3 separate regions of the Mus musculus genome follow, and regions 2 and 3 are each linked to region 1. Evidence: chromatin contacts called from public HiCAR-type and promoter capture Hi-C data. All regions are on one chromosome and are shown on one strand. Each heading gives the region's core, a stretch centred on a gene start, on an enhancer-like site or on the middle of the called end of the contact. The rest is flanking DNA. Distances are from core to core; before and after follow the strand shown.

Region 1 (2,734 bases), core at 61-2,560:
CCGCCAACACACACACACACACACACACACACACACACACACACACACACCTTCATGTTCACAGTACCCAAACCACGGGAAGAATTCTTTCATTTCTGGGATGAGGAGAACACCAGACATGGAGTTTTTCTTTTTTAAAGAAATACAAAGGCAGAAGTTTACATCTGTAGTAGCCCCAGGAAATCTCAACAGACAACCTTCCAGTTCGAAATAGTCAGCTAGCTAAGGTTTTTGTGGACTTCATTTTGTGAATACTCTCTTTTTAAAAGTATTAGGTACTTACTTAAAAACCCCATGGTTGGCACTTCCCTAATACCCACTGTTCTCCCTGGATACTTGCTGCTCCACTTGATGCGGTTCTCCCCAAAGGGCAGAAAGCCAACACCCGCTGCAGCCCACTTTCTCCTAGTAGCCAGCTAGTTTCCCATGGCAGGCGCGACAGAGGCCCCTTCCCCACAAGTGTTCTTTTCAGGCACATGTTTGTTCTCCATTTCTTGGGCTCCCCACACAGCCTGGGCATACATAGGCTTTTCCACTTTCACCTGCTTTCACTGCCAGCCCATGGCTCCTCTGTGCTCCCACCTCGGTGCGCTAAGTCTGGACCTGATCCTGACTAATCTTTGGAAGAAAGCTTCCAAATTAGGTCCAAGCAACCCAAGGCTGATGGGAAGTCAAGCCTTGAGCAATCACCTGGCTCACCTCCGAGAGCAAGCTAACTGCACAAGCCTGGAACAATCAGCCAGAAGAGCAGAGAAATCTGGGTCCCAGCTCATCCTGCTCGGCCCTTGCTCTCGGAGGCAGCAAATGGCAGGCAGCCTTGCCCCTCATCCAGGCACTGGCCACACCGGGCAGCAGTTTCAGCACCGTGGACCGCGGCGTGCGCAGCGCCCCAGCCCGGCCGGCCGGGCGCGCCACTCATTGGGGACCGTGACTCCCGTCGTCGCAGGGCGAGGACCGGGTGCGGGACCAGGGGTCCCGGGGACTCCAGGTGGCGCCGCCTCCTCCCCTTCCGCTCCCTCCGGTTACCTCCTCGGCCAAGGTCACGGCCCCGCGGCTCCCCTCCGGGTGTGCTGAGGGCAGGCGCTGTCAGCTGGCTGCGAGCGGAGCTGCGAGGCAGGGCAGCCTCATCACACTCGCGCTGCTCAGGCCACCGCCACCCTCGCCGCGGTGCACAGGCGGCCCCGGCAGCCGCCGCTCGCGCCCGCTCCCCCGGGCCGCCTCGCTCGTTCCCTCCTCCGCTTCTCCTCCCGGGGACTGGGACCAGTCGAGCGCGCGCGGGAGTCGAGACGCCTGGCCCGTGCGCGCGCGACTGGGAGGAGGGAGGAGGCGACAGTCACGTGGGACAGGGACGCCCGAAGGTGCCGGCTCGGACGGGCTCGGCTTCGCCGCCGCCACACCCCTGGGTGTCCCCGGCCTCCCGACCCCGCAACCCCTCGGGAGCACAGGCCCTGTCCCCCGCGCTGGCAAGCCCACGCGCCGCCGCAGGCCTGGAGAGCCAAACTGAGCTAAGCAGGAGGAAGGGCTTGGCGGAGGGTGGGTGGATGGGTAGGTGGGTGAAAGGGTGGGTGAGTGGGTAAATGGATGAATGGATAAGGCCCCCTGCGGCTGGCAGGTCTGCATCGCGCTCCTGGCGACCCTGCTGGCAGAACTAGGGAAGCAAATGATTGATAATCCTTATGCTTAAGTAACAGCCCAGAGAGATGCTGGAATATCCCAGAAGTGAAAGCAATGGCCAGGACCAAATGACTCATTGGCAGGCCCCCTTCCTCACTCCAGCCTGTTTGCCCATGACTTTCACTGCCTCCTATTAAGTTGGAAATACCGGGAAGGAATTTGGAGGCCTCTACCAAAAGCGAACAATCTCACCACCTGTGACATTGAAGGCCCATGGCTGATGTCTGGCTGGTCTAACCTACTGGGCTCAGAGAAACTTGTCTTTAGTCCTTGTCCTCTACTGGGGTTCACAGAATCACAAAGGGTCTGGGGTTGCTGATACCCCGAACCCCAGAAATTCTTCAGGTTTCCGGCACTAATTTTTCAAGGACTGGGAAGACATTAAAGAAAAAAGTTTTTGTCCTCGTGAAATGTACCCAGCTTTCTGGGACATTAGGAAGTTGTGGGAATCTGAACATCTGAGAAGGCTTCCTCTATAGGACTGAGGATAAAGACGATTTAGCCAGTGTGATTTGTGTGTGTAGGCGGACTAAACCTAAGGCCCCTGCCAATGAGCTGCATCCCATTCACAACCCTCTCTACCAGCACCTTCGTTTGTTTGTTTGTTTGTTTGTTTGTTTTTCACTTTTGAGACAGCGTCCAACCAGGCTGGTCTTAAACTCAGTTTAGCCCAAACAGACCTTAAATTCAACATTCTCCTGCCTCAGCCTTCCAAACAGCTGGGATTACAAACCGGTGGCACCAGAATTGGCTATCCAGTGCCATCTGTGGCTGCTTCTCCAAGCAGGGTAAACCTTAATATAACTGCTATCCAAATATCTGTGGGTACCAGTCACGTTTCCAGCCTCACCCAGGCTCTTTCAGGTGTCATTCAAAGTAGCATTTATCTATCCGTACCCATGTTCTAAATACTACAGGATCACGTTCCCAGGCCAGGTTACCCACAGCCATGTCTGACTTCTCTCCCTACTTTCCATCAATTTCCCCAAATCTTTCCACTGTTAGGGAAATTCTCTTTGTTTCCATTCTCTCCTAATAGTTTCTTGGTGGTCTTACTCTA
Region 2 (2,700 bases), core at 139-2,638, 2.3 Mb after region 1:
GAAAGAACCTGTGAAAGAACCCTGTGAATTGAAGAATGGTGGTAAAGCGGCAGTTGGAGCAATAGGGCTCCACACACAGTAAAAAGATGACCCAAGTCAAAGCACCTGGCCTTTTACAGGCCGGTTTCTTCATACGTTTCAATTTTAGGTAAAAAAGCTTTCCACGATTAGCCTAGACCACAAGGCACCCCCACACAAAACCATGTACCTTCAGGGAGAAAAAAATTCTTACAATCTAAATACGCCACCATTAACTTCCAACACTGCACCTTGTTTTGAATGTGGGAACTGCTCATTTATTTTGAATTCTGAAACGGGGATGATAGTTTTCTGAGAGCCTTTTTCAAAGGCCTACCCTCTAGGCTGCTTCAAAGCAAATGACTAATAAGAAAAAAAAAAAAAAAAAAAAAAAAAACTAACACTAAAACCCACGTGTCTCCGGGTAGGAAACACTGGATTTCCTGAAAGTCAACTTTTTATATTACCGAAGCATTGTAAACATTTCTAAATTATCCGACTTGAAATCTCCGTATTTAGTTGCCTCACACTCACTTTTCAACTTACTGGGGATTCCTTAAGGACCGGTGAGTAATAAAAACAGATCTCCCCTTAATAGTAGTCTATGAAATACGAGTTAAAAACAAAAAACAAACAAAAGCACCGGAGGGCCCCAAACAGTCTCATCGCCCCGTAGCGGATTCTGCTATCAACAAAGTGGACCGATGGAGGCGAGGTTCTGCGTGCCTAAGCCTGTAGGTAATGCAGTGCTGAATCTCGATTTCAGGGAAATTGGGGAAAAGGACCCTTCCTAGTCCGCGCCGGCGGGTGGGCCTGGCCGGGTCTAGCCAGAGTCCCGAGCAGGCCTCGGGCGGAAGCTCCCTCAACTCTGCCCGCGGCGCACCGCCAGCCCAGTCCCCAGACCCCGAAATGCAGCTCCAACATCGCGCATCTTCCAGGTTCCTCCAGAGTCACCCGGAGCGTCACCGGAGACTCCAGGGCAGGGGTTCCCCGCAGCTCCCAGCCCGAGGGACGCACCTCAAGGTGACACCTCACCGCGCCGGCCGTCCCAGAAAGGGCCCGGCTTCCCTCACCTGGCAGCGGCACACGATGTCGGCGTCCTGCGCCAGTAGATCCACCACCTTCCCTTTGCCCTCGTCGCCCCACTGCGCTCCCAGCACCACAGTCACCCGGTTCCCTCCGGACCGCGCCCTGGGGCGGCCACAGTCGCCGTTGGGCAGGGAGGTGGCCGCCGGGCTGCTCTCGGAGATCGACATGGCTCCCGGCAGGGCAGAAGAGCCTTAAGGAGACGGGGCAGGAGAACGGAACGTGAACCCAACTGCTGCGCCGCCACCAGCCACATGCGGAGGAAGAAGGAGCCAGAGGCCGGCCCCGCCCCCGCCCCGAGGGCCGCCACCCTCTCTCCAGGCCCCGCCCCGCGCTCCGCCGCCCGCCCGCTCAGGGCGGGACCACACTTGGCGCAGGCCGAAGCCTCTGCGCGGCCCGCAGGCGCCACGGCCTCAACTGCCGCCACCCCAGGGCGGAGGCCACACCCCATCCCCGGCTTGGCGCGCTGCTCCGGGGAGAACCGCGCGAGAGCGGAGGCCAGGGGGCGGGGCTAACGGAGAGTTCCGCCCTCTGTGCCCGCCCACCAGCCTCTGGCCTTTCAAACTCGCGGTAGGGAAGGGGGTGAAAGAGTGTGGAACTACAATTCCCAGCATGCAATGCTCTGTGAGATGGCCAAGGCATGGCACCACAGTGTCAGGGTTGGCTGGTTTCGGTCTCTAAAAGCCAATTTGGTTTTCTGTGTCTAAACACTTGGGTATCTTAAAGAATGAAATACCCTTACAAAATGTAAACTGGGATTTAAAAATATGTGGAGGCTGGAGTGGAGCCGAATAAATTTAGAACTGAAAAGGGACTAAAAGTGCAAACTAAAAGCAGTAAAAATGAAATCTAGAGATAGCATCCTAACTCTTCCCATTTTTACAGTATCTGGGGCACAAAGATGAGTCAATTGCCTATGTCATATCCGAATGTACCTGGGTTATTTGATCCCCACAACCTTAAAGTTTACAATATTTTGTAAAATACGTTCGTTCTACAAAACAATTTCTCTTCTCCCATTTTTTCTCTGTTGAAGTGTTGGAGATCAAATTCAGAACCTTGTAATTTGATGCGAATACTGTACCACTGAGTTATTCGCCCCCCAGACCTTCGAACTCTTAAATAGCTTATCAGTTCCTCTCATGGGCGTTAAAATGGTACTTTGGACAGTTTGCAGATTGAGTAAGCCTAGGTGCTTCTCAGTGTTTTAATTGTAACTGATTACAGAGTGTGCCTATTGTCTATCTAATGTGGGTTTATCTATGTATTTATTTACTTATTTATATTATTTGTGTGTGAGAGGTCACATACCATGTTGTGTGTCTGTCTGTCTGTCTGAAGGCCAGCAGAGGGCCTCAGATCCCTGGGAGTCAGAGCAACAGGTGGTCGTGAGACATCTGAAAATACAGCTGTTCTCAACCTATGAGTTGAGACCCCCTTAGGGAGTCAATCAACCCTTTCACAGGGACTGCATATCAGATGTCATATCTGTTAGGTATTTACATTATGATTCACAACAATAGCAAAATTACAGTTATAAAATAGCAGTGAAGTAATTGTATAGTTGGGGGATGGGGCAACCACAACCTGAGGAAC
Region 3 (2,717 bases), core at 108-2,607, 3.0 Mb before region 1:
TCTCTTTGTGTTTAAGAGAGATGAGGAAGTCCCTGGATATGTACAGAGAGGGTTCTGAATGGGACACATTCAACAGTCATTCAAGAAAAAAGTTGTTGAGTGCCTAGTAGAGATCTGCTGTTAGGCCAGAAGCCATGAGAAAATAGAGAAATCACTGGGATAATGCCTTTGTCCTTGGGGAGTTCTCGCTAGTCACTGAGGCCAACTACGCACTGTGATAAAGCTGTAAGCTGGTTATCACATTGGCACAAAGAGTTCAGTTTGAGTCAATATTTAGTAAATACTTAAAACATGTGGGGATTCCTGGGACACTCACAGGAGACTGCTCAGAGTTCTTTCCATGTCCCGTCCACCGCCCGGAGTTTATTTTGTAGACTGGGCACGGCAACTAAAGCCAAAGGTGCTTTTGTAATTGACCAGAAGCCACACAAGCAGGTAACAGGCAGAGCAGGTGACGGGGCAGTGAAGGAAACCCACTTTCGGGCAGAGGAACACCCTAAAGGCACAGGGGACTGAAACTTGACATTCTGTGGGTCTGAGCGGGACTTTGGGGAATAGAGAAGTCAAAGGTCAGGGTGGAACTGGCTGCTGTTCTTTTAAATATCAGGCTCAACGGGGGACTCCATAACGTGAAGAAAGAAAAACACTGGTGGGTTTTAAATGGGGAACTCCGCTAACTACAGCCTGAAAAAGTAGGTGTTCTGGACACCCCTCAACTATTGCTCTTCACTCTTAAGGGGTAGAAAAGTGCCTGCCAACTTCCTCCACTAAGCCCCCGCCTCCAACCCTCCAAGATCTAAGAAGAAATGTCAATTTATTAAATGGGAGATGGAAGGGAGAGAGAGAACTGGGTCTGAATCCCAGGTCCCAAGCCCTACCACACCCTCAAGGCCCCGGGCAAGGAGTGACCTCACTGTTCTTTTTTTTTTTTTGCCCGGGCTTGAAGTTAAATGGCAAGCAGAACCACGTGGGGGTGCTGTCCCAGCCTGTAAGCACCAGACCTATTACTCCTTACTCTATCCTGTAGGAAGGCGCTTCCTGGACCTGAATTTACAAAAGGCCGGCCTTTTTGTAATAGTAGGCTTCTCATAGAAACAGGCCTGCGATCCTGAGCTAGCTAGTCTAGGCAGAAAGTTTCCTATTAGGATACAAGTCTATGGCTGGTGAATGCAGGTTGAGGATCCCCTGGGCGGAGACCTTTTGCAGCGGCGCCAAGGACTCCGCAGGTCCTTTACGGCTCATTCCTGCCTACTGACCACCTATCTTAAGCGCTCCAGCATTCCACGCGGCGGCGCCTTTAAACCCTCTTGGCCCTTGCCCCGCCCCTGGTCCGCCCCGTCTGAGGCGGGACCCCCCAGAAAACTCCAAGCCCGGCCGGGTCTTGAGCTCCACTCGCCGCTGCAGCCCCTGTCGTGCGTGCGCTCTCATCCAGCCCTCTTGGACGGTGAGCAGGACTGAGGGACCAAGGCAGCGGGGTGGGAGTTGGGGATTATGTGTGTGGTCTGTAGAAAGCAAGAAGCCAACACTTGAGACTTGCTTCTGGGAGCGTGGGGGTTGAAGACTGGCGGACGCTGGGGTCCCAACTGGGTGCCCCGCCCCGTGCTGTCAGGTCCGGTTCCCAAGCCTTCTCTGCATTGTTCAGCAGTTAAGCAAGGCAAGTTTTACGGGTGCACAAGACGGGGCGTCCGTCCCGACCCAAGAGGTCTGGTCCCAAGCCCCAGCCGTTTGCTCCAGCGTTGAGTTCTCTTTGGGGGGAGAAGGAAGGAGGGCGTCGGACGTCCGCAGGCTGCTGAGTGGCCGCAAGAACTAGGTTCTGGCGCGCGCTCCGGTCCATGAATTTACCGCGCGCCCCTTTCACTTCCTGGTCCAGGAGCACGTGTGGGTACTGCCTGCCTTCTGTGACCCCGAGACCGCCCTTTTGCCCCCCTCCTGCTAGTTCGTTTGTCCGGGTACTCGGGGTCACAGGTCTCCGGGAGTTATTTGCACAGTAGCCTGGTCTTCTGTGAAACCCCCTTCTTCTCCTGGAGCGCCTTTGACCTCGGACATCTCCGGGCTGCAGCCCTGACTGCACTCGGATGTGCCCTGTCTGTAGGGGTTGGCTGCTATCCAAACTCTCTTACCCTAGCCTGAGACCCGCTGCCCCCTCCCGTGCCCCCTGCTGCTGGGAAAGCCGGTGGTGGCCGCGGGCGGGCGGGCGGGCTGCCCAGACCTGCGTCACCCCAGTGGCGGGAGGGCGGTGGGTGACTCATCCACATTAACGGCCCAGGCAGGGTGTGGCCGTGGGGGTGGGGGGGACGGCCGAAGGGGCTGGACCGGAAGTAGATTACCTCCTTTTTGGGCTCTGCAGGCCTACCTGTGTTCCTATCCGAGAGGTTCTGGGATACGTGGTATCTGTGGAGCAAAAGCAGCGGTGATGGCAAGTGGAGGTGCGGTGTAGGAGACCAGTGGCTGGACGGGTCTCCTTGTTCCCTAGAGCAGTAGTCAGGGATAGCTCATCTCTAAGCTTCTCCCATTTTCTCTTCCCTGTAGCTCAGGGTACACCTCAGGCTTTGGGCCAAGGTAAGGAGGGGTGAGCAAGGTGTTAACGTTCCAAAGCCGCAAATAATCTTTGTCCTTGCGATCCCCTTGCACACCCTTGGTGTCTATGCTGGTCCCCAGGGGATTGGCCCCTAGTCAGTGTTCACCCCATGGCTTTGTCCTTCGAGATTGCCAGGTGT

What was found. Promoter capture Hi-C pulls out the DNA fragments that hold promoters and counts their contacts. HiCAR-type assays count read pairs that join an accessible place to other places.
Region 2: a contact with region 1 is called in a HiCAR-type map of astrocytes, with 5 times the contacts expected there. The contact joins the promoter of Adss here to the promoter of Rgs7 in region 1. A contact is called at or near these places in 1 of 39 promoter capture datasets (pre-B cells) and 1 of 115 datasets of contacts at active chromatin or transcription factors (astrocytes).
Region 3: a contact with region 1 is called in a promoter capture Hi-C map of cranial neural crest. The contact joins the promoter of Tagln2 here to the promoter of Rgs7 in region 1.

Annotation. Positions count from the first base shown.
Region 1 is chr1:175,491,235-175,493,968 of GRCm38.p6, forward strand. Rgs7 (regulator of G protein signaling 7) reads right to left here and starts at 1,311. Exons shown (of 18, transcript NM_001347195.1): 1 at 1,027-1,311.
Region 2 is chr1:177,795,121-177,797,820 of GRCm38.p6, forward strand. Adss (adenylosuccinate synthetase, non muscle) reads right to left here and starts at 1,389. Exons shown (of 13, transcript NM_007422.3): 1 at 1,092-1,389. The coding sequence starts at 1,274.
Region 3 is chr1:172,498,889-172,501,605 of GRCm38.p6, forward strand. Tagln2 (transgelin 2) reads left to right here and starts at 1,358. Exons shown (of 5, transcript NM_178598.2): 1 at 1,358-1,444.